5 separate regions of the Mus musculus genome follow, and regions 1, 2, 3 and 4 are each linked to region 5. A link is a contact called in public HiChIP or PLAC-seq and promoter capture Hi-C data. All regions are on one chromosome and are shown on one strand. Each heading gives the region's core, a stretch centred on a gene start, on an enhancer-like site or on the middle of the called end of the contact. The rest is flanking DNA. Distances are from core to core; before and after follow the strand shown. Region 1 overlaps Gm11767 (a long non-coding RNA gene). Region 2 overlaps Gm39485 (a long non-coding RNA gene). Region 3 holds the start of Cep295nl (CEP295 N-terminal like). Region 4 holds the start of Usp36 (ubiquitin specific peptidase 36). Region 5 holds the start of Cbx4 (chromobox 4).

Evidence for each region. Promoter capture Hi-C pulls out the DNA fragments that hold promoters and counts their contacts. HiChIP or PLAC-seq counts read pairs in DNA pulled down with a chosen protein or histone mark.
Region 1: an HNF4G HiChIP or PLAC-seq map of pancreatic cancer cells shows a contact between it and region 5. The contact joins the enhancer-like site here to the promoter of Cbx4 in region 5. A contact is called at or near these places in 2 of 484 Hi-C or Micro-C datasets (embryonic stem cells and regulatory T cells), 5 of 115 datasets of contacts at active chromatin or transcription factors (astrocytes, double positive thymocytes, large pre-B cells and 2 more) and 1 of 9 other capture datasets (adipose tissue).
Region 2: a promoter capture Hi-C map of hippocampal neurons shows a contact between it and region 5, with 3 times the contacts expected there. The contact joins the enhancer-like site here to the promoter of Cbx4 in region 5. A contact is called at or near these places in 3 of 39 promoter capture datasets (hippocampal neurons, liver and pre-B cells) and 2 of 115 datasets of contacts at active chromatin or transcription factors (forebrain and large pre-B cells).
Region 3: a contact with region 5 is called in an HNF4G HiChIP or PLAC-seq map of pancreatic cancer cells. The contact joins the promoter of Cep295nl here to the promoter of Cbx4 in region 5. A contact is called at or near these places in 1 of 484 Hi-C or Micro-C datasets (embryonic stem cells) and 3 of 115 datasets of contacts at active chromatin or transcription factors (embryonic stem cells, memory CD8 T cells and pancreatic cancer cells).
Region 4: a contact with region 5 is called in a FOXA1 HiChIP or PLAC-seq map of pancreatic cancer cells. The contact joins the promoter of Usp36 here to the promoter of Cbx4 in region 5. A contact is called at or near these places in 1 of 39 promoter capture datasets (hippocampal neurons), 1 of 484 Hi-C or Micro-C datasets (embryonic stem cells) and 2 of 115 datasets of contacts at active chromatin or transcription factors (embryonic stem cells and pancreatic cancer cells).

The regions. Positions count from the first base shown.
Region 1 is chr11:119,931,432-119,936,572 of GRCm38.p6, reverse strand. Gm11767 (a long non-coding RNA gene) reads left to right here. Exons shown (of 5, transcript XR_001780400.2): 4 at 1-945; 5 at 2,384-3,563. Among named protein-coding and RNA genes, the nearest start is that of Baiap2, 9.1 kb to the left of the region's middle. Within about 2 kb of position 3,177, at least 142 of the 459 cell types and tissues checked have an H3K27ac peak or open chromatin away from gene starts, as enhancers often do. A contact at or near this core is called in adipose tissue, astrocytes, memory CD8 T cells and 2 more, where this site is marked.
Region 2 is chr11:119,903,579-119,908,705 of GRCm38.p6, reverse strand. Gm39485 (a long non-coding RNA gene) reads left to right here. Exons shown (of 3, transcript XR_003949830.1): 3 at 164-2,010. Among named protein-coding and RNA genes, the nearest start is that of Chmp6, 7.7 kb to the left of the region's middle. Within about 2 kb of position 1,560, at least 11 of the 459 cell types and tissues checked have an H3K27ac peak or open chromatin away from gene starts, as enhancers often do. A contact at or near this core is called in hippocampal neurons, where this site is marked.
Region 3 is chr11:118,339,483-118,344,348 of GRCm38.p6, reverse strand. It overlaps Cep295nl (CEP295 N-terminal like), which reads left to right and starts at 1,815. Exons shown (of 3, transcript NM_021440.2): 1 at 1,815-2,036; 2 at 2,676-2,772. All of the region lies in intron 1 of Timp2 (tissue inhibitor of metalloproteinase 2), which reads left to right.
Region 4 is chr11:118,288,889-118,293,969 of GRCm38.p6, reverse strand. It overlaps Usp36 (ubiquitin specific peptidase 36), which reads left to right and starts at 3,726. Exons shown (of 21, transcript NM_001033528.1): 1 at 3,726-4,013.
Region 5 is chr11:119,084,487-119,089,491 of GRCm38.p6, reverse strand. It overlaps Cbx4 (chromobox 4), which reads left to right and starts at 3,255. Exons shown (of 5, transcript NM_007625.2): 1 at 3,255-3,543; 2 at 3,692-3,735; 3 at 4,864-4,929. The coding sequence starts at 3,475.

The DNA.
Region 1 (5,141 bases), core at 1,928-4,427, 850 kb before region 5:
CTGGCCAGATTCCCACACCAGCCTCTGCCTCTTCCCCACCAGGCAGAGAAAAGGAAGGGTGCCGCTTCCACCCAGAGCCACCTGCAAGGCCTGCCAGGCAGGGCCTTTCTAACATGGAGAGCGTGAAGAAGAGCCGGGACAGTGAGCCTGGCACGTCTGGTCAGACAGGAAGATGACTGTGAGGAAAACTGGTGGAGTGCTAAGTTGGGAATGTCATTTCTCCAGCAGGCTCACTTCTCTCAAGGTTGAGAGACAGAGATGTTTGTAGAGTAGTGTAGGAAACTATCTGTCCCCCACCCTAGCCCCCGTCCCTGCCTGGAAACCATGACTCTAAAAGAATATGCGAGACATTTCACCCCCTATCCAACCAAAGGTCGGCTGTACAACCTTTCCAAATGTCACTCCAACCACTGCTGGCAGAACCCCGGAGATGCCAAGCACCTCGGTTCTGCTGTCGACTCTCACCCCAAGCTGCAGGGGGGTTTTGTTTGTTTTGTTTTTTGTCTTTTTTGTTTTTCTGCAGGAGCTAACGAAATTCTTTGTGCACAGCCTGAGGAGTTGGCTTTCTGAGCCTTGGAGCTGCTGGTGTGGGACTCTGGTGTTTTTCCTGCCTTCCTGGGCTCCAAGACATCCTAAGGAGAAAACCCCATGCTCAGACACTTAGGCAGGACAGTTCCAGGACACTGGGATTAAGCGGTGGTACCCGGCAGTTTCCTCAGACAGGTCGGGGCACTGCATCCACTGCTGCTGTTAACCCGGGAGGTCCAGCGCCTGGCTCCTGGGGGTCCAGCTTGGCTGCCTTTTCCTAGGCCCCCCTCAGGCCTTGGCTCTTACAATAGACTGCCACTTCTGGGACCCTTGCCTGAGTCTGGCTTCATCTTTCTGAGGGTTCCCTTCACTGCCCCCTGGTGGCACATCCAAGAAAGAAGCCCTGCCACTGGACAGGTGAGGGTGGCTGGCAGAAGTAGAGGTGCGCACAGCAGGAGGCGAAGGGCCAGCAGGGGAGTGCAGGGTTGTGTGGTTTGTGAGACCAGGCTGTACCTAGGAAGGGAGAAATGCAGCAATAGCATGCCCTGTCTCCCGAGGAAAGGGAAAACTCCTCCCTTCAGGTAGAGGAGACAGAGGAAGCCGGTAGCTGCCTGGAGAGGGGACATAGGGGCAGCTCGTGCATCTATAAGGCCCGTGCTCCTGGGAAATACTGCTTCATGATGTCTTCATAGCACCCAGCGACATCTGCCTACCAACTTCAAAGTCTTTTTTTTTCTTTTTCCCCTGGGTGTTTTGTTGTTGCTGTTTTGGATTTTGTTGGATTGGTTTGTTCCTCTTGTTTTTTTTTTTTTTTTTTAAGAGGCTCTCATGTAGCCCAAACTGGCCTCAAACTTACGGTGTGGTTGAACTTCTTCATCCTCCCGTTGCTAGGAGCGGGAGTTCTGGGCTTGAAAGTTTGCTGTGAGGCGGAGACAAACACTGTCTCGCTGAGCCACATGCTCAGCCCAGAACTGAACTTGCAAGGAGCTGGCTGCCATCTTACACTCTCTTTAGGGATCCAGGAGGCTGCCAGCTTCCCTAGCTCCTCCTCAACACGCCTTTCCCCCTGTTAATTTCAACCATAGCCAGCCTGGTGAGCATGTGACAGCTGCTGAGTTTAGTTCTGGTTTCCCTGGTGGCTGATGAGGAGTCTGTCAGCCCCTTCCTTCCTGGGTCTCTGTTGTCCATGACGATGATGATGATGATGACGACTGATTTTATTCCATTGAGAACTTCACACGTGAACACTAAACATACATGACTCCTAACACATACATACATGAACACTGAACATACATGACCCCTAATTCTTGCTCCTTCCAACTCAACTCCTCCCCCCACATTCATGACCTTTAATCACCATTGTTACATATTTAATGTGTACATAAACATATGCACACACATAATAACCCACTAGGTCCATTCTGCTTTGATTATACATATATACGTCCCTGCTGACCTCTTGGAACTGGCCAAGAGTCTTCTCTTTTTAAAAAAGAGCCACAGCCTCTACCCCAGAGAGCTATGTGGGAAGGAGATTGTGGGTGCCCGGAGACAACCGGCTTGCACCTGGCCACAGCTCGCAATCTTCACTCTTGATGAAGCATGACAGATGCCCACTGACACAGACACATGAGTGAGGTGAGGGAAAGTCCCCACCTGCTCCTTACAGACACCTGTGAGAGCCCAGGCACGGACAGGGCCATTCCCTGCAGCTGACAGCACCCCAGGACTGAGGGGTGGAGTAGCTGAGCCTCACTCACAGGGTGCTGGAAGGGGAACAGTGACCCTGGGCAGGGTGGGTGTCCCCAGTTACAGGCCTGATGATGGGGTAGTACACACCTCCTTCCCATAGGTAGCAACTATGCCTGCTGTACCTGGCAAGAACGGGCTTGTTGAAGAGCCACAGAAGCTAACCCTGCTCTGCTCTGCGCTGCTCTGCTCTGAGGACCAGCACCTTCATACCCCACTACCACCCTCCCTCCGTAGCCCTTGCTAACCTGGGGTTGCTGCTCTCACCACATCCTGCACAGAGCCTCCCACACGTCATTGTCCCTGTAAGCAAGGGATCTTAGGCTGTCCTGCCTTGGGGGACTCCCACACTAGTGAGGTCAGAGGGCAGCTTGCCCAAGTTCATTCCCTCCTACCATTGGAGTCCCAGTCAGACTCAAGGCCTCCCACCACTGGCCCAGCAGAAAGTTGTGTGTGTGTTTGAGACCTGGTCTCTGTGTAGCCCTGGCTATCCTGGAACTTGCTATGTAGACCAGGCTGGCTTCGAATTCAGAGATCCACCCATCCCTGTCTCCAGTGCTGGAATGAAAAATGAGCACCACCATGCCCAGTAGAGTCTCCGCTCTCATCTTGTCAAATGTCCCTGAGATCTCGAGCTGAAATGAGGACAGTATAAACTAATTCTAAGCACTTGTCACAAAAGCAAGGGTGGTGGCAGTCAGAGGCTGAGTAACAGGGCGTGGGGCTGGCAGCAGGGTGCAGGGCCAGCATCCTCGAGAAGTGCCTTTCCTGCAGGGTTGTGGCTCAGGTAGTCATTCCCAAGAACTCATTGGCTCTAGGCTTTGAGCCCCTGGCAGGCACTTAGAGGGGAGGAAATGCCTGTGGCTAGCTCAGGCTGGGCCAAGGGAGTTTCCACCATCCCTCCCAGTTCCAGCAGCAGTGAGATCCCAGGGCCTCTGGCCACATTGGGCCACAACAGCAGCTTCATTCCTAGGCGACGGTCTGAGTCACCATCTGTGGGCTCTGGCTCCTCACCAGCTGGGCTTGCAGCCTTAAGTTTGCCACAGTTTGGCCTCAGCTGAGTCTCCATCACCACTTCGGCCATTTTTCTCTGCTGTTTCCTTTCTTTAAGCAGAAATGTGATGCAAATGGGTTCCAGGTCTGTGCCTGCTGTCACCCGCACACACTTCCAGGGCTGATGTCATGGGTTAGATTCTGGTGGTGCCAGGTCAGAGGCCCCCCACACACTATCACTTGTTGGCCACTGCAGGGCTTTGCAAATAAAGTTTTGGTTTTTTACTGTCTTTAAAATGTTCAATTTATGTATAGGAGTATTTCCCTTGCATGTATGTGTGTGCACCACAAGAGTGCCTGGTGCCCTCAGAGGTCAGAAAAGGGCATTAGATTCTCTAGACACACGGGGTCCTGGGAACTGAACCTGGGTCCTCTGCAAGAGCAACATGTGCTCTTAACTGCTGAGCCATCTCTCCAGTCCCTGTTTGTTTTTGAGACAGCCCAGGCTGGCCTCATAATCACTACAGAGTCAAGGATGACCTTGATCTGGTCCTCCTACCTCTGCCTCTTGAATGCTGGGATCACACTTGGGGCTGGGAATAGGGCTCACTTTGCACGCTGAGCCAGCTCCCCGGGCCCTGTAAGTGAAATTGACTTAGAGTCCGGCCATGCCTGTGCACACTTCTTCCTGTCACTGCAGAGTTCAGACACGCAGGCCACAACTCCCAGAGCATTCTTTTCAATAGGGACATTGATGCTCTAGCTTCCCCCACCCCCCCACCCCCGCAGGAAGCCGCTGGCCACCTCACACCAAGCCTGAGGCACTGAACTGACTGGAGGGGTGGCGGGATTTGCTTCAGCTGCCCCTGGTTGGCTTCTGTTTCTAGGACCCATCCTCCAGGCTTCCAGCTGTGGACACACTGAGAACCCCTGCCTGTGTCTCCTGCTCTGGAAACCCCCGGCCCTCTGCTCTGCTCTGTTCTCCACAGTTGCTGCCAGCTCTTTACCACCTCCCACCACTGGGAAGGGAAGCTCGGCAACCTTGAAGCACAGGCTGGTCCTCCGGTTGCCACTCTTGTGTGTCTTCTTCGGTTTTGAGACAGGATCTGATTTATAGTCCAGGCTGTCCTCAAAACCACAGGGATCCGGTCGCCTTTGCCCACCCTCCCCACCCCACAGCGCTCGGATTAAAGGTGTGTGTCACCATGTTCAGCCTAGTCCCCACTCTTGTCAAATGCCTCTCAAACCTTAGGCTTGTCATTAAACCCAGTGTGACAAAACTTGGCAAGTGCCAGCTGCAGATGGTCAGCCCTGCTCTCTGCTGTCCGCCCCTCTGGAATCCTAACCCTGCCGGCCATCGCTGTTGCTTCCGCTGCTCTCTGCTGCTTTTGTAGAGACGATGCTTACACCTTTGTGTGCTTTGATCGTTCTCAGAGCATTGATTTTCCTTAAGTGACTCCATCTGATGTGGAAGTGAAGTCAGTTTCCTGTGCTTAACTTTTTTCTTGTTCTTGTTCTTTTTTTTTTTTTTTTAAAGCCAGGGTGTCTTGGTTACTTTTCTATCCCTTTGATAAAATGCCATTACCCCGAGGCAGCATTAAGGAAAGAAAAGCTTTTGTGCCAGTTGTAGCGGCACACATCTTTAATCCCAGCACTTGGGAAGCAGAGGCAAGTCCGTCCTTCTGAGTCTATATAGTGTAGAGTTAACAGAACAGTCAGGGCTTCATAGTGAGACCCTGTCTAAATCACCATCTATTTCATATAATTTAATTATATATTACATATAATTTATTATATAATGGGTGGTTATTATTGAACTTATGGTTTTAGAAGGCCATGACAATGCAATGAAATGAAGACCTCGTGGC
Region 2 (5,127 bases), core at 311-2,810, 820 kb before region 5:
TGTGTCTGGCCCGTTGGCCCCAGCTGGCTTTTAAAAAAAAAAAAAGATCACCCTCTGCACTTAATCATTCACAGTGAGCAGAGCCCGCCCAGTCCCGTTTGTCCTGCCTGCTGCTCAAAGCTTAACATCTTTCCTGCAACTGAACCCACCCTGCCTACCCCAGGTCCCTGAGGAATCAGGAACCCACTTGGATGACAACATCTCCCACCTTCGTCTCTGGTCTACAAGGTTCCTCACAGACAAGCTTCTGGCGTCCTTTGGGAAAGGTGAGCTGCCATGATGTCATACGCATGGCCCCAGGAGGCTCAACTGTTTGAACACGCATTCCCTTCTTGGTGGCAAAAAGTAGGTCACTAGTGACCGACCTTTGGGGGTTAATGGTTCTGATATCTCTATGGTCCATCCCTCTGCCTCCCACTCCTGCTGCTGTGGCCAGAGCCTCCCGAAACAGTTAGCCTACGCCAGCCTCTCCTGCTTTACGTTGGTCCTGATAGGTTTTGTTTTAAAGATGCAAAAGGCACAAATATAGTTGCTCCCTGGGGAGAGAAGCAAGGTACGGAGCGGCTTCCTCCTGGGGCTTGACTTTAGTGCACCTCTCTTCCAGAGAACTCCCCTTCCAACCTGTTTGTTTTTTCCTTTGTGTTATGCTAAGGAACTAACACATCTCAGTGGAAACACTGTAGCACAGACCTCGACAAGCAAACTGCCCGGACTTTTCACATATAGGCAAGCCAGTGCTGGAGCTCAGGGCTCGGGGTGTGTGCCAGCTGCACAAATGCAGAGAGCCAGGGCTATGCTTCTGTGGCCTGAGTCCATCTCCTTGATATCCAGCCAGAAAGCAAAACCTCGAGTGTGTGTCTGATGTTTGTGACAGGACTTAGCTGGTTCTCATTTCTGTCAGGTCTGAGGGTGATGCCGTCACAGGTATGGCCTGCAAGCACGGTGTCTGTGCCGAGGGGTTTGGGGGTTCAGGAGTGATGGGGCCAGGCTCAGCCCCTCAGTCTCTTTGCCCTGATGCTTTCCCGTTGGTTTTCTGCTCCAGCTCCTGCACAGATGACCTGCAGAGGCTGAGAATTCAGTTTGCCCTGTAATCCTGCACCCTGCAGGGTACAGCTTGCTTGTGATCTGCAGGCACAGCAGCCCGGCCACAGGAAACTTGGTTACCTCTTCTAGCAGCCCCATGTGTTTCCTGGTTTTCTCACTCTGCCTTGAACTGAGAATTTAAAATCCCTTGTATGCCATTCTAAAAATGCAATCTTCCTGGTGCTGGCAGACACCAGCATCCTACCCCACAGCCCCAAGCTCTCCCCTGGTGCAGCTCTGAGCCTGTTCCTTGGTTGCCTGACTCTGCTTTCCAGAAAGACTATTCCGGGCAGTGACCAGGGTTTAACCAGGCAGGGTTGGAAGCATCTGTCCTGTCACAGAGCCCTGGGGTCAGAAGCACCAAAATCGTTGAAAGAGTCAGAGGAATAAAGAGGGCAGATTTCTCTACAAGCTCTGTGGGAGGCCACACCAGGCTTTCCCTGGCTTCTGAAGGCGACATGTTGTGATCCTCCCTCGGCTGCTTGGCTGGCAGAACATCACCCGATCTCTGCTTCCACCTTCACACTGCATCTCCCACTGTCTGTGTCCAAATCCTCTTTATAAAGAATCATCACTTTGGATTAAGGCTTGCCTCAACCCAACTGTACCTACAACGGCCCTGTTCCAAAGAAGGACACATTCTGAGGCCAAAACAGCAACATGAGGCTTTTTGTTGGGGGTGACACACACACGTGCCTGGTGTCCACAAAACCAGGATAGGGTATTGGTTTCTGGAACTGGAGTTAAAGATGGTCATGAGCCACCACTGGGTACACCTCTCTCTGTTAGAGGAGCCAGGTGTAAACCACCTCTCCGGTCATCAGCGTGAGTTCTGGGGGAAACAACTCAATCCACACTGCACAGAGCCTTTGGTGCGTTGGGTAACCAGTGCTGGGTTCTGTGTGAGGCTGTTTCTGGAACTAGACTGAGCCAACCGAGGCATCCTTACTGGCTTGGATATTTCACCTAAAGGATATTTAGTGCTGAGAACCACATGTCTCAAAATCACCGAAGGGTTGGAGGAACGGAGGCTGGGGAGTCCCATCCCTGGGTCTCTGCACAGCATCTTCTGCAGCAGCCCTGAGAACACACAGAGGCCATAGATGCAGGCCTGCTGACCTAGTTATCAAGAAGGGGCACAGCTGTCAATCAATGTGCACTGAGGGGTGAGGTGCAAGCTGCCCACAAGGCAGGTTGCAGGTGGGTAATAGGTGGATGTGCAAAAGGATGAAGACTGCCTATGGGTCCGCAGGTGGGGTGTGAGAAGGCCTGTGCACTGTCTCCCCTTGAGCCAGCCTTCTACTGAGTGAAAGAAGGCCAGCCTAAAACAGTGACAAGAACTATTCCTTTCCCATTTCCAGAAAGTTTCTTATAGGGAATCTAACTTGGATCTCTTCCGTGGCTTTCAGCTTTGCAACACCAGGTAGCAGCGGGGCTGACACAGTGCCGAGCCACTCACAGGCAGTCTGCAGTGGGGGATACAAGAGAGTGAGTGATCGATCAGGGAGGTGGTGTTGGGATAGCTGGAGTGTAAGTGTGATCCCTGTGTGTTGCTGGCACTGAGATGTTCCCAACCTTTACCAGGGAGCAAGAACTGGCAGACACAGGAGTCACTTTCCTCCTTCATGTCACTCTTGTGACTGTGCCAGCTTCTCTGGGCCAGCTTCCATCTAGGGTTGGAAAGCAGGAAAGAGACGAAAGGCAGCTCACCTTTGCAGGCCTCGTTGGCACAACCAGAACAGGGCTCTGGATGGCCCAGCTGAGGCCAACAATCTACCCAAGTCAGGAATGACAGCCTTGTCATGGGAGGTCTACCCAAGCCAATTTCAGGGTCCAAAGGCCAGAAGCTTATGGCTACGCTGGTGAAGCTGGGAGAGATTGGGCTCTTGTCTTAAACAAGTATGTCATCTGGGTGTGTGACTCTCACATGTGTAAGCTGATGCCAGGGAGCATAAAGTGGGAGCCGCGGCTGTGCGTTACACACATACTATGTGGTGAGCTACTGGCAGAATGTAGGCAGGCTGTAGGTGAGTTATAGGGGGAGGTGCAGGAGGGCTGTGCAATGGATCCAGTGGTCCTGGGGCCCTCAGAGCTCAGACACAGGTAGCAGAAAATATGAGACAAGCCCAAGAAGGAATACTGTGGAGTCAGTAAGAAGACAGCAAATCCCAGAGATAGGGCCTGAGCTCAGGGGTTGGTGCTGACCAGTCAGGGCTGCAGACACCTGCTTGCTTTCAAGCAGGCCTGGATCGCCAGCAACGAGGGATACCTTGCACGTATGTTGCTAGACCTTCTAGAGGAAATTCTGAGGGGAGGAAGGCTGCTCTGAGGGAGCTCAGGGGTGGGGCGGGGCAGAAGAAAGTACTTGTCTCCCTCTCTCTCCCTCCCTCTCACATCTTTGAAGGATTGAGAACAGGAGCCCCTTTCTTCTGGGATGTTATGTTAATGTGGGTAGTGGCAATCCCTACTGCAACCACACAGTGGTGCTGTAGGACAGGCAGCTGATGAACTGCTGTGTAACCTCCATGCTGAGGCTCCTGTCACAGATGTGCCTAGATATGGGCAGTTTATTCATTCGCCCCTCACTCTTATGCTCAGCAGATGGCTGGCTTGTTTATTAGCTCATTCTCTCCCCACTCAGGCATTATCCACTGGTAGCTCACTCACTGGTTCATTTAGTACCTACCATCCATGGTCCTGCTCTGGCTTGTGGGGTGGTGATGGGGGGCACGGGCAAGGTGATGAGCAGTAAGGTAGGGGGATTCTGGGGATAGTTGTTAGGGAAGGGGGTGACATCTGACCCTAGAAGCCTGATCATCAGATACGACAGAGCAGGACAGTGTGGAGTGGGGCAGGGGACAGGCTATCATGGACCAGTAAGACAGGTGACAGGCTTAGGGGTGGACAGAGGAGGAGGTCAGACCTGACGAGGGCTTTGGTAGCTATGAGGGGGTCACACAGCCTTTGGTAAACCAGATGCTGTTTAGGAGAAAATCTTGGCTGATAACACAGGGTCTGTAGTCCAGCTCATACTAACTGCATCTCATAAGGACAATGTATGATATAGAGTCACACCTGTAAACCCAGAACTCAAAAAGATAAGGCAAGAGGATTAAGAGTTTGAGGTTAGACAGGGCTACCCTGTCTCAAATACCAAAACTAAAGCCAAAGCAAAGACTCAACCAAGCTCAATCCAGCTCCTCTGAGACTGATAAAGAGTAGAGGGCCAGTGGGGTGACGTGGCTCCGGTGTTTAAGGACATTTGCTGCCAAGCCTCATGACCTGAGTTCAAACCCTGGATCCCACAAGGTCCTCTGGCCTCCATGGCATGTGCATGCCCACACATGTGCAGGCATGCATACGCTCTAAACAAATAACATTAATAAAAAATAAAGAATAAGCATGTTTCTGACAATTCTGGATATTAGGAAGTCCAAGGTCCAGGCTTTAGCAGGTCCAGTGCTCGATGCCAGCCTAGGCTCTGCCTCTTAAGACAATGCCTTGCACACTTTGTCCTTATGTGGTGGAAAGAGGTAGTGAAGGGGGCTAACCACATTGTTCCTCTCACCCCAAGTTTTGTTTATTCATTCATTCACACATGGTCATGTAGGTAGTTTCTGCCTTATGAACAACATCCTATAAACATCCTCCAAGGTTTCCATGTGGTCACATGCTTTTGTTTCTCTGGGACTTATATTTAGCCCTGAAATTGCAGGGTTGTACCATAACTCCGTGCTAATCTTTTTTTTTTAAGATTTATTTATTATTATATCTAAGTACACTGTAGCTGTCTTCAGATGCACCAGAAGAAGGTATCAAATCTCATTATGGATGGTTGTGAGCCACCATGTGGTTGCTGGGAACTGAACTCAGGACCTCTGGAAGAACAGTCGGTGCTCTTAACCACTGAGCCATCTCTCTAGCCCCCCGTGCTGATCTTCTTGAAGAGATACCAAGCCACTTTCAGTATCGCCCACTCCTTCTCAAGCCCCCTACATAGTGCACAAGTGCTACAATCCCTTCATGTCCTGGTGGACACGTGCT
Region 3 (4,866 bases), core at 566-3,065, 740 kb after region 5:
TCTCTCTCTCTGTCTCTCTCTCTGTCTCTCTCTCTCTCTCTCTCTCTCTCTCTCTCTGTGTGTGTGTGTGTGTGTGTGTGTGTGTAAGACCCGGGGGCTCATTGGTTAGGCAGGGTTGGCTGTCCAGTGACTCCCATGAGATTCACTTCTTGTCTGAACCGTCTCAGCCCAGGGATTGCAAGCATGAGCCTCCAAACCCCCAACCCACCCCAGTTTGATGCTGAAGGTCAAACTTAGGTCCTCATGCCAACTCAGCAAGCACTTTCTCAGACTGAGCCAGCACCTCTCCAGCTTGCTGGTTGGATTAATATAGAGCTTGGGGTCTCTGGGAACAGCAAGGGAGGTGTCAGGAGAGCCAAGAAGGCCAGGGCCAGGGGTGGCAGCATCACCTTCATTCCAGAACAGACCCAGTGAGAACAATCATGGAAACCGAGAGCACTGAGCCTGCTGGGGCAGGCTGAAAGAGCCACCTGGCAAAAGTGCCAGCATATTCTAGAAGCCTCTCTCCAGGGACTTTTCTCTTGCTGAAGGTTTGATGTAAGACCAGGAAGAAGAAGATGAAAGAGACAGAAAGATCAACCCCAGGGCTCTGTTTGTGAGTTCTCCAGAGAAACAGAATCAACAGAGAGAAGGCCCGGGCTTTGGAGTGGGAATGGGGCTCCCACAGTTTGAAAGAGCCCACACTGGTATCTGCAGACCAGAAAGCAGTGGTGTGATTTCATCTGTGAGTGGGGGTGGATAGTCTCTAGAGAGCAAAGGACAAGGGACCAGGAGGAGCCCAGATGGCTGGAGACAACAGATATTCATTCACACCCGACATCGTCTGGATCCCCAAGCTTGGACACCCGTAGCCCAAGCAGTATGATTCAAAGTTAATCCCATGCAGAAACACCTCCACATTTACCAGCTCGCTGGGTGTCCCTTAGTTCATTAACCAGCTGAGTATTCCCCGGTTCAGTCAAGTTGACACAGAAAATAAACCATCACAAGAGTGTGAGAAAGGGGACCGGAAAAACAGAGGCGGCTTTCGTGGAGAAAGTTCCTCGTGTGGGGATAACGCATATGCTGGTCCAAGTCAGTGGGCAGTGGCTTTTCCAGGGGCTCATTCCATCCGGCCACAGCCTTTGGTTCCAGGTTCAGCTCCTCTCATCTTGCGTTCTCCACAGCTCGGCCTGCCCTGCCCTTTACTTTTCCTCGATAGGAGGAACTTTAAGCTTGACTCTTTACGAAGCCACCTTCCCCAAAGTAAACCCTCAGTGGTCTTACTTTTAGAGGATGCTCCAGCACAGTCAAGGATGTCTAGCTTTGAGGTCTAAGGAGGTTTAAGAATGAACGAGGAGCCGGAGCTAGGATTCTTTCTTCTCCTGCCTCAGTCAGCTTCTCAGAGCTGTTGGGAAGTAGCCCATACCCTCTGCCCGAGTCCAGCCAGCTGCTGTCTCTGCACGAAGAGGGATGGGAAGCGCCTGTCCTTGAGATCTTTACGTATGTTTGTCCTCTTAATGTTCTGACAGCTGGGGTGGGAGAGCACAGCCTGAGGAGGTCGTGATGCTGCCAGTCTGAGGGGAGGGAGCACTCCTCCAGGCTGTGGCTGTGAACTGAGGCTTTCTACATTGCTCATCAACACCTCTTCAAACAGACTGCTTTCAAAAAGCTCACAGTCCCTGCCACTTGAGACAAATCTCTGATTGCTTTTCTCACCTGGAAACTTGTCCTCTGGCTGGCCTGTCTCTGTATCTGACCTCACCCCTGAGGTGATGTCACAGCACCACAGCTCTGCTGTTCCCATGGCAACAGCCTCCCTTGGTTAACCAGACAGGGCAGACAGGGCTGCTGGCAGAGGTGGGGAGTGGTAATTCCACCTAACCTGGGTCAGTGACCCCTGAAACCCCACTTGGACCACCTTAGGACAAGATTGCGGTGTCTGCCCCTTCTCCGCTGGGAGGGGGGGTCTTTTGTGCCGGCTGTTGGGGGAGAACGTGTGACCAGGCCACGTGACCTGATGCAGATTTAAAAGTCCGTCTTACCAGCAAGAATAGGTGCTGACAGCGGGGGGCTGGGGGTGGGAAGACAAGATGCTCTGAGGAGTGGGAGGTGTCATGACATTAAGAATGGCAGCTGGGTGCCCCTGAGCTGGCTAGGGACTTGGAAAGGTGGTGAACACCACCCCTATATTTAGTAAGGCCCCACCTGCATCAGCCACAAGTGCCCCTCTTGATTGGTGGATGCCTGAACCCTGAGGTCAGAGGGCAGCTTACCACAAGGTCTGTCTGCGGGGATCTGAGCTTGTTCCTCACCCCCTCAACTGGCTGCCCTGCTCTCCTGGTAGAGCATGGGGGAATGGTCAGATGTCCGCGTGTAGCCCCACCCCCAGAATCTGGGTGAGAAAGGGGCTGTGAGCTTGGCTAAGACATACTTTGCCACGCCTTCCCCAGGAGAGATTCTGACACCACTTCAAAAAAAACAAAAAACAAAAACGCAGCCCAGCGCCTTTAGGAATGACCTTTCTCTGGAACTTAGCTGAGGGAGGAGGGGCCAGAAACGGGCCATGAGGCCGCGTACTGTGTCGTAGAGTATAGAGAAATGGGGTTAGAAACATCTCTGATGTTTATTTCACCTGGGCTTGGCTTGGATGCCTCCAGTGATGGGTGTCTCATTGCCTACCCAATGATTTTAAGACAGCTCCATAGAAAGTGCCTCCTTTCACCCGGCCAGCCTTTGCCTCCCTGTAATGTGTCCTCATTGGCCTGGCTCAGTCATCTGGAGACGCATACCGTAAGTACCACCCTCTCCCCACATAACTGGCCGAGCATCTGGGTGGTCCTCACAGCGATGGGAGAAACTGCTGTCACTCACTTCACAGATGAGGGGCTGAGATAGCATTGATCACCACCTCTCTCTGGGCGCACAGTGTACCACCTGCCCTCCTCCCAGATCCTCCAGCCCTGCAGAGGTTTCTGCCTTTTGTCATTGTCCTGAGATCTTGCTAGCATTCCTGGCCTCTTCTCTCCTTTCTCAGAACCATCTGGGAAGAAACTCTTTGCATGTCCGACTCTCCCTTGCTCTGCTGACATTTAGTCTGGCTGTTGTTACTCAAGCATCTATACATTTCTTATTATCTGGTATATTCCTAGCCATTTCAACACTTAAATGTGCTCCCCTGCGCCCCGCCCCGCCTTGCCCCGCCCCCAAAAGGGTTTCTTTGTGTAGCCCTGGCTGTCCTAGAACTCACTCTGTAGACCAGGCTGGCCTCGAACTCAAAACTCTCGCTGCCTCTGCCTCCTGAGTGCTGGGACTAAAGGCATGTGCTACTGGGCTTGGCTGTCACACTTTCGATTTGTTGGTTGGGCTTTGTGACACCAGAGGCCCACATCAGGTGTCTTCCTTGCTTCCGTATATATCGAGACAGGATCTCTCACTGAACCTGGAGCTCACCAACTTGGATACCCTGCCTGGCCAGTGAGCACTAGGGCTCCCCCAGTCTCTGCCTCCCCTATAGTGGGGTCACGGGCATGAGCTGCTGAGCTCAAGTATTTTGCATGGGAGATCTGCACTCAGGTCCTCTTGCTCACACAGTAAGAGCTTTGCTGACTGAGCCACTTGCTCAGCCCCTCATTGTGCCTTGAAAATGATTATCCCGTGACCTTGTCACAGACACTTCTCATCCCTTTGACATCACAGACCCCAGTCTGCCCATCAGCTTCCTGGACCTTAATGTTGTCTTTACCTTCAACATTGGCCTGAGCTCCCTTCAAGCCAGGTGCTGTTCTCAGTGACAGAGGCCATATCATATGCTGCTGAGACACCCTGACTGTGGAGACAGTCTGTGGAGACTGAGGGCCCAGCAGCCACATCACCGAAATGCCTCTCTTTATGTCTGAGCCCGGGATGTCTGGGCTGTCCAGCAGAGGATTAGATTCTTCTCAGACTGTGGACAGAAATCACCCTGGGGCTCTGAGTGGCCGTGTGGCTCCCAGCCACAAACAGTGCTTGGGTCTCCCAAGCCCCCATACTCTGACTGATGGAATGGGTGAGATTTGCTTGTCTTCCTTTTGCATTCTGTCCTGTCAGGTTTGACCGGGGATACAAGCTGTTGAAAGAAAATCTTTGTGATCCGGGACTGGTGGCACAAGGCCTGTAATCCTAGCACTGACGAGGCCGAAGGAGGAGGATCGCAAGTCGTAGGCTAGCCTACAGTGAGACCCAATATCAACAGAAACCACACAAGAGCCGCCCAAGCTGGAGACTTGCAGCTGATTTTCTGTCTGTCTTGTGGGTCACCAGTGCCCTATGGGTGTTGTGTTTTAGGATGAGCGAACTTGGAGTCAAAAGCTTGGGTCCCTGACATGGGCCAGGCCCGCTGACTCCTGTACTCCTGTTTGCTTTTCTGACAGATTTCATTGCTAGCTGTTTATTTGTATGATGCCAGGCCACAGCAGCTAGAGGGACAGGTTGCTATCAGAGGAAGGGGACAGTTCTAGCTAGCAGGGAGGTTGCAGCCGGCTATACAAAGCTGACTTACTAAGTCCACATTAGATTAATGTGTCACTTAGTTTAAGAGGAACCTGTCCTGTATATCTTAAGAACCCTTGAGGATGCCCTATGTTGTACCAAAGAACTAAAGAAAACCCAGAGCAGTGTTGTGTAACGGGCGAACTGTGTATGCTCTGTGCCAGGCCCTCTCAGGAGTTATAGCAGTGTCAGGCTGCATGCATGAGACTGTAAGGCTGAGCTGTATAGAAATGCTGTCTCTAGTTGATGCCACTAATCTGTAAGTATCTCTGGATGTTAGTGTCTGAGTCCTGAGTATATAGGCTGTAGAAGATCTCCTATTGTGGGTGTCCCAGGGAGGGGAGTGGAGGACCCTCA
Region 4 (5,081 bases), core at 2,477-4,976, 800 kb after region 5:
CTCTGTGAGTCCGAGGCCAGCCTGGTCTGCAGAGCAAGTTCGAGGACAGCCAGGACCACACAGTGAGAAAAACAACCGTGAAGCTTGTTCCTTCCTTTACAGCATCTCTCCTGGGCTCTCTTTTATGATTCAAAGATAGTTCAGTTGTCTCATCTAAAAATATCTTGCTTTGAATTTTGTCTCTTCCAAAACATTTATCTACAGTGTTCCTGAAACATGCTATTTCCAGAGACACGATGGCCTCTGGCTCTTGCAAGTCATGGTAGGGACAGACAAGATGTCCACAGGATATTCCAAACGAATGGCAGGGAAGTAAGGAATCCAGGGAGACTTCTACAAGTGGGCAGTGCCTGAGCCAAGGGTTGAGAGGCAGGTGGGAAAGGGAATTCCTTGCCAAAGACCTGCTTGATCCTAGAGCAGGGGTGTCTGTTTGGGGCAGAGATGGAGAGTTTGGATTTGGCTGTGAGGAGTCCAGAATTTAGTGTCTTGAGGCTGAAGTCAACTTGCAAAGCAGGAGGCAGCTGAGAGGCTCTCTCAGCTTCTCGGTCAGCAACGGAGGCAGGGAGCAGTTTCAGTCAGGGGGGCCATGCAGTCAAGGGTAAGCTATAAACGTTAACATGGATTGGGTCTCATGTAGACCAGGCTAGTGTTGGATTCACTATGTAGCTGAGGGTGAGCCTGAGCTCCTGATTCTCCTGCCTCGACCTGAAGACATCTGCTACCGCCACCCCGTGCTTAAATATGGGGTTCTGTTTGGCACCTGAGCAATGTGTTTGGCAGTTCTACTAATATTGGTGAACTTGGTGAGGAACTTTTCTGTCTTTATTTTTATTTCATGTGTATGGGTACTTTGCCTGCATGTATGTCTGTGTACCAGTATTGCACGGCTGATGTTGCAGAGACCAGAAGGATGCCCTGGAAATGGAGTTACAGTTCTTAGCTGCCATCTAATGGTGCTTGGAATTGAACCCAGGTCTTCTGCAAGAGCCATCTCTCCAGTCCCAGGCAAGGAGGGATCCTTAAGCAACTGTCCTTGCCCCTCCCCCCAATACTCGATTACTGTTGGTGGTGGCAGGTGGGCCATCTGTTTTAATTTATTTTAATCCTGATTGACAGTGAAGTGGCTCCCATTTGTATCCTTGGCTGTCTGCGCACACCATTCTTCAAGGACGACGAGATGAGAGTTGGTGACTGGAGGTCTTGCCTGCCTCTTTACAAGTGTATACTACACATGCAGAAGAAACTGCAAGTAACCAAATTGATGTTATAGAGGATTTACTGATAGATTCGCTCCGGATGCATTGTGTAGAATCTAGCCTGTGCTGCCTCCAAAACATTCCAAAGATAAGTAGTGTGTAACCTGGCTTACTAAGAAATAAGCAAAACCAACTAAGCCAGGATGTAAACGTTTACCTGGATTGATCTGTCATCAGACCCACCCCCAAAGAACATGCTTTTATCAGGAAGCTCAAGGGGGCAGTGCAGGGTCACAGCTGCCACTAAGACATGGTCTAGCATTAAGTTCCCTGGGTTATTAGGAAAAGCACAATTCTGCCAGGTGGGCAAGATGAAGCTGGTAACAACTATTTGAAAGACAACAGTGATGTACTTAATAAATAATCCTAGCCAAGTACTAGTGGTGCACACCGTTAATCCTCGCACTGGGGAGGCTAAGGCAGGTGGATCTCTGAGTTCCGGGCCAGCCTGGGCTACAGAATGAGTACCAGGACAGCCAAGGCTACATATGAAAACCCAGTCTCAAGAAAACTAAAACAAAAGGAAGGAAGGGAGGGAGGGAGGAAGGAAAGAAAGAAGAAAAGAAAGAAAGAATCCTTACAATATCTTTGCTGAATGAATCTGCCATCTGCCCAAATGGTCAGAGTTAAGTTTTCCATCTCTATTTAAATTATTCAATATGTAATCTGGGATCTGGACCTAAAAGAGATTTACAAGTGTCAAGTATGCACAATGCACAAGCCTACCTTGTCTATGAGTTAATAAGACCTTCTTCTGTTTGAGGCTGGCTCTTCCCTGGGCATTGGCCACATCCAGTTGCATGTAAAAGTATGTTCTTTACAGATCTCGAAGTGTGCAGAGTGATTTCTCACTGAGAAGGGATTACATTTCTATAACACCACTGCACTAGGGGGTTGGGGGGCATCTGGGGATTGCATTTATTTATTTATTTATTTATTTATTTATTTTGAGACAGGGCTTCTCTGTGTATCCTTGGCTCTCTGGAACTCACTCTGTAGACCAGGCTGGCCTTGAATTTAGAGATCTGCCTGCCTCTGCCTCCTGAGTGGGATTAAAGGTGTGTGCCACTATCGCCCAGCCTGGGGACTAAATTTATTACCTGCCAACTGAGCTACTGACTCTGAATTTTATTTTATTTTTTTGTCCCCACAGATCAAGCCTCCAAGTAAGAGAAATTTGCAAAGTAACAGGCTAATTAGAACAACATCTGGATTAAAAACCTAGGTCTTATGCCAGGTGCCAGCTCCCACACAGGAAGCGTGCTAAAACAGTGAATTTCCCAGGAACTGTATCAGGCTCGGGACAGCAAAAGCAGTAATTCATTGTAGCCAGCCTAGAACAGTGGGTTTATAGAGCCAGCTCCAGCCAGACACAAAGAGTGGTCAGAGAACAAAGAAGTCGGTCTAAATAAAGAGGGAGGATTCTGGGACTGGAACTCAATAGTTAATAGCCCCTACTTCTCTTACAGAGTACCAGAGTTTGGTTCCCAGCCCTCACACTGGGAGCTCACAACTTAGAGCTGCCTGTAATTCCAGTTCTAAGAGAGGATGAGACACCAGTGGCCTCCACAGGCACCTACACTCAGATATTCTTCCCCTATACGTATGTAATTCAAAATCTTTTTAAAACTAAGAGAACTTTTTTTTTCTAATTTAGGTCATATGTGTCTGCCACATGTAGAGTTACATGAGATTTTGAACCACCACTGTATGGGTGCTGGGAAGTCCTTGGAAAGAACGACAAGCCATCTTAACCTCTGAGCCATCTTTCTAGCTCTAAAAGGGACATTGGTATAGGCTAACAGGATTTGGTCTTTGCCATTACTACCCCATCAGCCCCCACTCCCACCCCCTTTTTTAAAGACAAGGTTCTGCTACGTGGTCCAGAAGACATTCTCCAATGATCCTCCAGCCTTGGCCACTTAAGTTAAGCGGTGGAGTGGCTATAGCCAGCATCTCAAGGATCCCAGAGATGACGTTTAAGTTCTGATCATCCCCCACCCCCTCCACTCCTCAGAGTTGCAGAAACTGCTTTCTTGTGCCACAGCGCCTGTTTCATGCAGTGATGGATGGAACCCAGGGCCTCATTCCATGCCCGGCTTGCTAGGGTTTTTTTTGTTTTTTTGTTTTTTTTCAAAAGGACGCCTGCAGGTAAGAACTAACGAACGGTGAATCTTCAAAGCCTCGGTGGCTTGCACTGAACGTGAGCCCTGAGCTCCTCGCCGCAGCACACTGGGCCTGCGCACTGGCAATGTCAGGCACGCAAGCGGAAGTGACGCCACTCGCGTACACCGCGGGAACCACGCCAAGCCGCAGCAGGGTCTCTGGACTCCGGGACGCTTCCGGAGCTTTTAGCTCTACGCGCTTGCGTCATCGCGTAGACTGGCAGGCCTGCGGGGCGGAGGGGTGACGTGTGCGTCGCGAATAGCAGAGAAGGGAGGGTCCAGGGAGACAAGTCGCCGTTAGCTCCGCCTCTTAAGGCGAACGTGCCCTTCACGCGGACTCAGGGAGCACATTGCAGTGCGGCTCCTTTAAACGTCGTGGTGACACGTGTGTGAGGCTCTGGAGGCCCGGATGGTGCGCATGCTGGCCCGGCCCGGATCGGACGCTGGTGCTGCGCGGGCCTTCCGCGGGTTCCCGAGAGGCCTAGGAGGTCGAGGTCGGGCGCGGCGGAGCGCAGGAGCTTCCGCGGGGCTTGGGACGAGGAGGGTGCGCGTTCTACCCGCGGGTTTTGGGGACTCCAGCGAAGGCTGACAGGTGCGTGCGTGGCCGGCGAGGGCACCGGGGAACGCAGAAAGAACATCGGACGCAAGGGACAGGGATCGCCGGGAAGGACAGGGCGTGAGAGGGGCGTAGGGCAACACTGGAGAAGGTTGGGGTGCGAGGGACTTGGAGGAACAAGGGATGCCAGGGACTCCGAGGAAGGGACAGGTGATGTGAGGGGTGCCTGTAAACCCTAGCGTAGCCAGGGAATTGCATCAGTCTTCATCCCAGGGAGCTTCTGGAACGTGAGGTCGCTGGGATCGCGGTTGTTCTCTCAGAGCGGGTTTTCCTTTGAAGGTTCCCGGAGCTGGAAATCTTAGGGTGGAGGTATAGCTGTAGTCCATTTTATAGACTAGGGCAGGGTCAGATCCTTAACACGGATCCACACCGAAATGTAATAGCAGGATAGCATTCTAACCAAAATGCCCATTGCTTATGGTGTGTGATTGTGTGTGCGCGCGCGAGCCTGCCTGCGTCTGTGGCGTGACCCTTGGTGATGGAGATGGTGGAATAGCATCCTAAGACAGGGAGGCACCTTGGATGCCTGAGGATGCCAAAGAGCATGTAGTTCAACTGTTCCCTGACTTGGAATGCTCTGCGGTGGGATGCCTTGGAGGCCCCAGCTCTGTCTTCGCCAGCATGTAAGTGACCCTGAGAATCTGACTTGAGTATTTCTTGGAAAACAGCTTAAAGAGCTGAAGGAAATGCTTTGTTTAAATGACATCTGTCAGAAGGGAGGAGCCAGGCTTGAGTTCCGAATTAGATATGTAAATTGGGCGTGCAGAGTATCCTAGTCCTTGAGAGACCTGGGTCGAGGAAGCATCCCGGTTGGCCTGAGAGTCACACGTGCTGCGTGTGCATGTTAGAGGGTTTGCTGGGAACTACACGAACATTTTTCTCGCTCCTACATCACATAGCCGTATCTTCCAGGTAGAATGATAGACACTTTTTTCCTGCTATAGCTTCAAAAATGATCTTGGCTGAGTAGCCTGCCTTGGTCCTAAGGCCCTTGTGGCAAATGCCTTTGGGTTAGTGTTCCCATTTGCTCATCCCTGAACCATG
Region 5 (5,005 bases), core at 2,006-4,505:
CTTTCTAAGCCCGGGCCTACCGCTGGGCGAGGGAACATCGCTCCTCTCTTGGGGCCCCTGAAGGCCCCTGGGGGCCCCAGCCCGTGGGGACATCTGAAGGGCTTCTGTTTCTCATCAGAGCTGACGGAACTACTCACCCTGTTTGGAAAGGGGCGGTGTCAAATGCACCGGATTAAGGAGTCTTATAAAGGTTCCCGTGGGGCCCCTGGGCATCCCCGGTTGAGAACAGGGGCCCCAGTAGAAGGCTTTGGGAATCCCGGGTTTGGAGTCAGTCTCTCCCGTGATTCCCTCGGAGGTGCCCAGACAGGGGGTTGGGAAGGTAGGGGCCGCCCCAAGGGAGGCTTTTAAGAAAGGTTTGGGCACATCAGGTGACCTCATTGGCCACCCCCCACCCCCACCCCCGGGCTTCTGCCCTGCTTTCTGCCAGTCTCCGTTTCGGGCTGGTGGATCTGAGCCGTCCCTATGGTAGTTGTCACAAGAGGGTTGGTCTAGGACCTGCCTTCAGGTTAGGACAGGGATCTGAGAGTAAGTCACTTTCTTCATCTGCCCACCCTCCACGAGGACAAATAACAGCCTGAGAGAAGAGAGTTGCTGCGTTGGCGGCTACTTCTGTGTTTCAGCCACCTGCAGAGCTGTCCACAGAAAGGCCTTTGGAGAGCTGGGCAGTGGCGGGTGGGATTCGATGTTTGAGGTGATTCCCGGAGGCCCCCTTCGTAGTTAGGGAGCCCGGAGGTTCCTCTAGTTAGATCATATGTAACTCCAGAAAAGATGCTCTGCGCAGGAGAGTGAGAGCTTTCCTTTCCCAGCTTGCGGAGTGGTTCCTGCGCAAACTCGGCTCGGTGCACCTAATTCCTTTCAGTGGCCCCTAAGGTCCAAATCTGGGCCCCTGAGGGCCCGGACCCAGCGAACCAAGCTGTCTGCAATACAGCCCAACGCCCCTGGTGGCGGGTAGGTTGTAACGGCTGCCTGCCCTCCCCTGAGCCAGGATTCTGGATAATGCAGGAAACACCCAGAGTAAACAGATTTTCCTGGGGATTTTTGAGTAAAGAGACCGGCATTGTCGGGAAGCTCAGCTTCCCAGGCTGAGGGACTGGCCTACACAAAGTTGCTCCAGACCTTCTAAATGACCGGATGACCTGAGCGGCTGAGGGTGAATGGGTGCTGTTGGACGGCAGATCGTCACCTCATGACCTACAGGACCCTTCTTTTTTTGACTGAACTGTCCCACAACAGTTTCTCAACTTGAGTACAGTTAGGCACCGTGTTTGTGTGTGTGTGTGTGTGTGTGTGTGTGTGTGTGTGTGTGTATAAAACATCCAAATATAGTAGGGGTGGCCCTTTTCTAGTGCCCCTCCAGCCCCAAGAGTTGGGGTGACGGTAGTCACCCACATCCCATCTTGCGATTCTCCCCTCCTTGGAGACTCTTAGATTTGGGCCTTATGATAGTCAGAGACCAGCCGTTGCACACTGAGTACTCTCTTGTCTCCAGAAGAGGACCCCTTCCACCTCAACACTCTAAGGAGTAAATTCTGAGAGAGCTGCCGCTAAGCAACAGCGGAAGCCACAGTGTTGCAAAGTGGAGGTGCGTGGAGTCAGCGTGTGTGTGCAACATCAAACTAACCGTCTGAAGACTTTTACTGGATGCCTGGGAAAACACAAGCCCTGGCAGGCTTTTGGGGGTTCACTTCTGCACCTGGCCCTTCGCAAGTCATCACAACATAGTCCTCACCAGGCACCCTGAGACGCAATAAAAGCAGGGACAGAGACTCGGACGTCTCCTTGCCCTCCCCCTCCGTCGACCCACTCTCCTCTTTTGCGCTTTTTCTGTCTCTGTGGACGCTCAGCCAAGGGATTGCGCAAGCTTCCTGCTCCACGTTCTTCAGGAGCCCTGAGCTGGGGCCCCGGACGCACCACAGGCAAGGCACACCCTTACCCTCCCACTTAGAATGGCATGTTCTCTGTCAAGTCTACCCACTGCGACCCCACGGATCTCCCAGGCCCACTGTGGCGCCCTCGGAAGGCCGCGTCTGGCGCAGCAGCTCCCCCAGCCGGACGCTGGCGCTGAATACCCCTGAACGTGCGGGGCTGGCCGGCTCCGAGGTGCTAAACTTCACACTCCAGGGCTCCAAAGGCCGCGTCAGCAGGGCTTGGCTGTCAGAGACCAGAGGACGGGAATTCAGGAAGACACTGTGGCTCCTTGGCCATTTCCCCTCCCCTTCTCGCAGTCCACTCATCCACCAACCCTCCGCCTCAACATCTACTTGGTCCTCCCCACTCTTACTTTTGAGGCTCTTCCATGAAGCCCCACGAAGTCCCCTTGGACCCCCCAGACTCATTCACCCCCATATTCATTCTCTCTCTCTCTCTCTCTCTCTCTCTCTCTCTCTCTCTCTCTCTCCCCCTCTCTCTCTCTCGCTCTCTCTCTCTCTCTCTCTCTCTTCTCCCAGCATCTCAGACTAAGCAAGAGGCCTTGCTTAGAAACTGCCCCTTCCCCGCGAATGAGTGAACCAAGTGTAAATTAGAAGCCGTTCAGAATCTTGGGTGGCATCGGATTCAGAGCCCCTTTCTGCTGAGGTTCTTGAGTGCTAAATGCCCCGTGGCCAGCTGTTTCTTTGTCCCTGTCTTCGCCTCTCCGTGCTCCTCCACTTGTCCAAGTCCTCAGTCTTCTGGCTCTTTCTCTCCCCACCTCGCGGCCTAAATGCCCAGAGACTGGCGGGGCGGGGCGGTGGGCACCGAGGGTGGGGTCCTGAACTGCCCCCGCCTCCATTCCGCCCCCTGCCGGAAAGTCCCCTGTGCTTCCAGAGCTCTGCTGGACAGATGTAGTTGGGAGCAACTGTAAAGTGCAGCGGGTGCTTCCGTGGCCCCCAGCAGGGATCCCCGGGCCTTGCACAAGCAGAAACAGAGGCCGAGGGTGGGGACGGGAGAGTCCCAAGTGTCCGGCTGCGGATCAGAGTGGGCCCGGTCGAGGTGCCCACCCTGGCCGCCTAGGCAGAGACACCTCTATTCCGCGGCCCCAGCTCACTTTCCCGGCTCTCAGATCCCTCCCCTGCACCTCCCCGCGCCCTCCTCCTCCCCAGCCTCCTCCCGCGCCCTCCTCCTTCCCTGCTGCCCAGACCGGGGGCCTCGGGTAGGCCGGGCTGCGCCAATCCGAGGCGCGTCCCGCCTCCTGACGCCGAGCTGGGCCCTGCGAGGCCCCGCCCGCTGACGTCCGGGATTTGCATGAGTTCTCGTGCCGCGGCGGCCCGGGCTCAGTTGTCTGAGCGAGCGAGCGAGCGAGCGAGCGCGAGCTGAGAGCCGGCGGGTGCAGGCAGCGGCGGCGGCGGCGGCGGCCAGGCTGTTGAGGGGCGAGTGGCGGCGGCGGGGGCCGGGCGCGTGGCGAGGTCCACGCGCAGGATCGTATCGGGGCGCCGGCGGGAGCTAGCTGTGTCTGCAGCCGCGCCGGCCGCTTGCGCCCCTGAGCGCTCGGGTTCGGCCATGGAGCTGCCAGCTGTTGGCGAGCACGTCTTCGCGGTGGAGAGCATCGAAAAGAAGCGGATACGCAAGGTAGGGGTGGCGCGCGGGTGGCGGCGCCGAGGCGCGGGAGCGGCGGCGGGAGCAGCGAGCGAGAGGCGCGGAGGGGGTGGGGAGGCTGCGGGCCGGAGCCGGGGATCCCGCGGAAGCTGATGGAGTGCTGTCTCTTCCCCCCCTACAGGGCAGAGTGGAGTATCTGGTGAAATGGAGAGGCTGGTCCCCCAAGTAAGTGGCGGCGGGGGCCGGGTGCCTCGGCACCAAGCGCCCTGGCCAGCAGACCCGTGGAGCTGGTGGGGTGGTGGGGGAGCGGACGGGAGGCGGGGTGGAGGTGGGGTGGAGAGAGGAGGGGGTGGGGAAGTCGGTGGCAGGCACTGGGAAGCGGAGCAGCCGAGCCCGAGCCGGGCGCCCTGTGTTGTGCTCCGCTCTCCGGGAAATGCCATCACTAATTTATGCGCTAAAAGGAGCCGGAGGAGCTGGAGAGACGCGGGGCCGAGCCCGGGAGGCCGGCGGAGGGAGGGAGGGCGCAGGCACTGACTGATGTGCAGCAGAAAATGGCTCCTTTCCCCTTTCCCTCCACCGAACGGCTCCATATTGCAAAACCAAAAAAAAAAAAAAAAATTTTTTTTAAAAGCGACGAAAATGCAATTGTATGCGTCCTCCCTCCTGGTGGTGCAGGGTAGGGAAGAAAAAAGACAGAAAATGTTGGGAACTGTCACTGCAGCTCTTTCGATGGGGAATTTTTTTTTTAATTTGAAATGCGAAGGCACCGGATGGAGACAGGCGCAGGCACACACACACACACACACACACACACACACACACTCGGAGAGGGAGAGGGAGAGGGAAAGAGAGGCATATTTTTGTACTGCTGAGTATTTGGGGTTTGCTTGCCAGTGACAGCGGTCTCCTGGGCCTTGAGGGGGGCGCTGAGCTGTGAGTTACCGGATTAGGGGTCCAATGCAGACCAGCTGAAGCCCTACTGGAGACTTGGGCTGGGGATAGGGAGGGGGACTGCGACTTTGCTTTTGGGCTGCTTTGCACGGAGGGTTTCTGGAGAGGAAAGTGGCCTTGGAACACGTCACAGTAACATGCTTAAAATTCTTGACGACTGCAAAATAAACTGCTAGTTTCGTTTTCTTCACCCCCTCCTTTCCTCCTGCCCTTGTGTGTGTATTTTAACTTGGGGGGTAATCAAGGGCCATGTTAAGCCTTAAGAAACCTACTGTCTACCCTCCACATCCATAGCCTTTGATTCAGGAAGCCACATAGGGCCTTATGTCATTCCCAACCTGGCCTTTTTTTTTTCTTACACTCTGCCCCCCCTCCCCGCCCCGTTCCTTTTTCACTTGCAAGATATAACACGTGGGAACCAGAGGAGAACATCTTGGATCCCCGGCTGCTGATCGCCTTCCAGAACAGGTGAGCAGCCTGCTGCCCTGGCCATACATAGGTGGGCCATAGGGGATGGATGACTGCTTGCAGCAGTGGGAAAAGG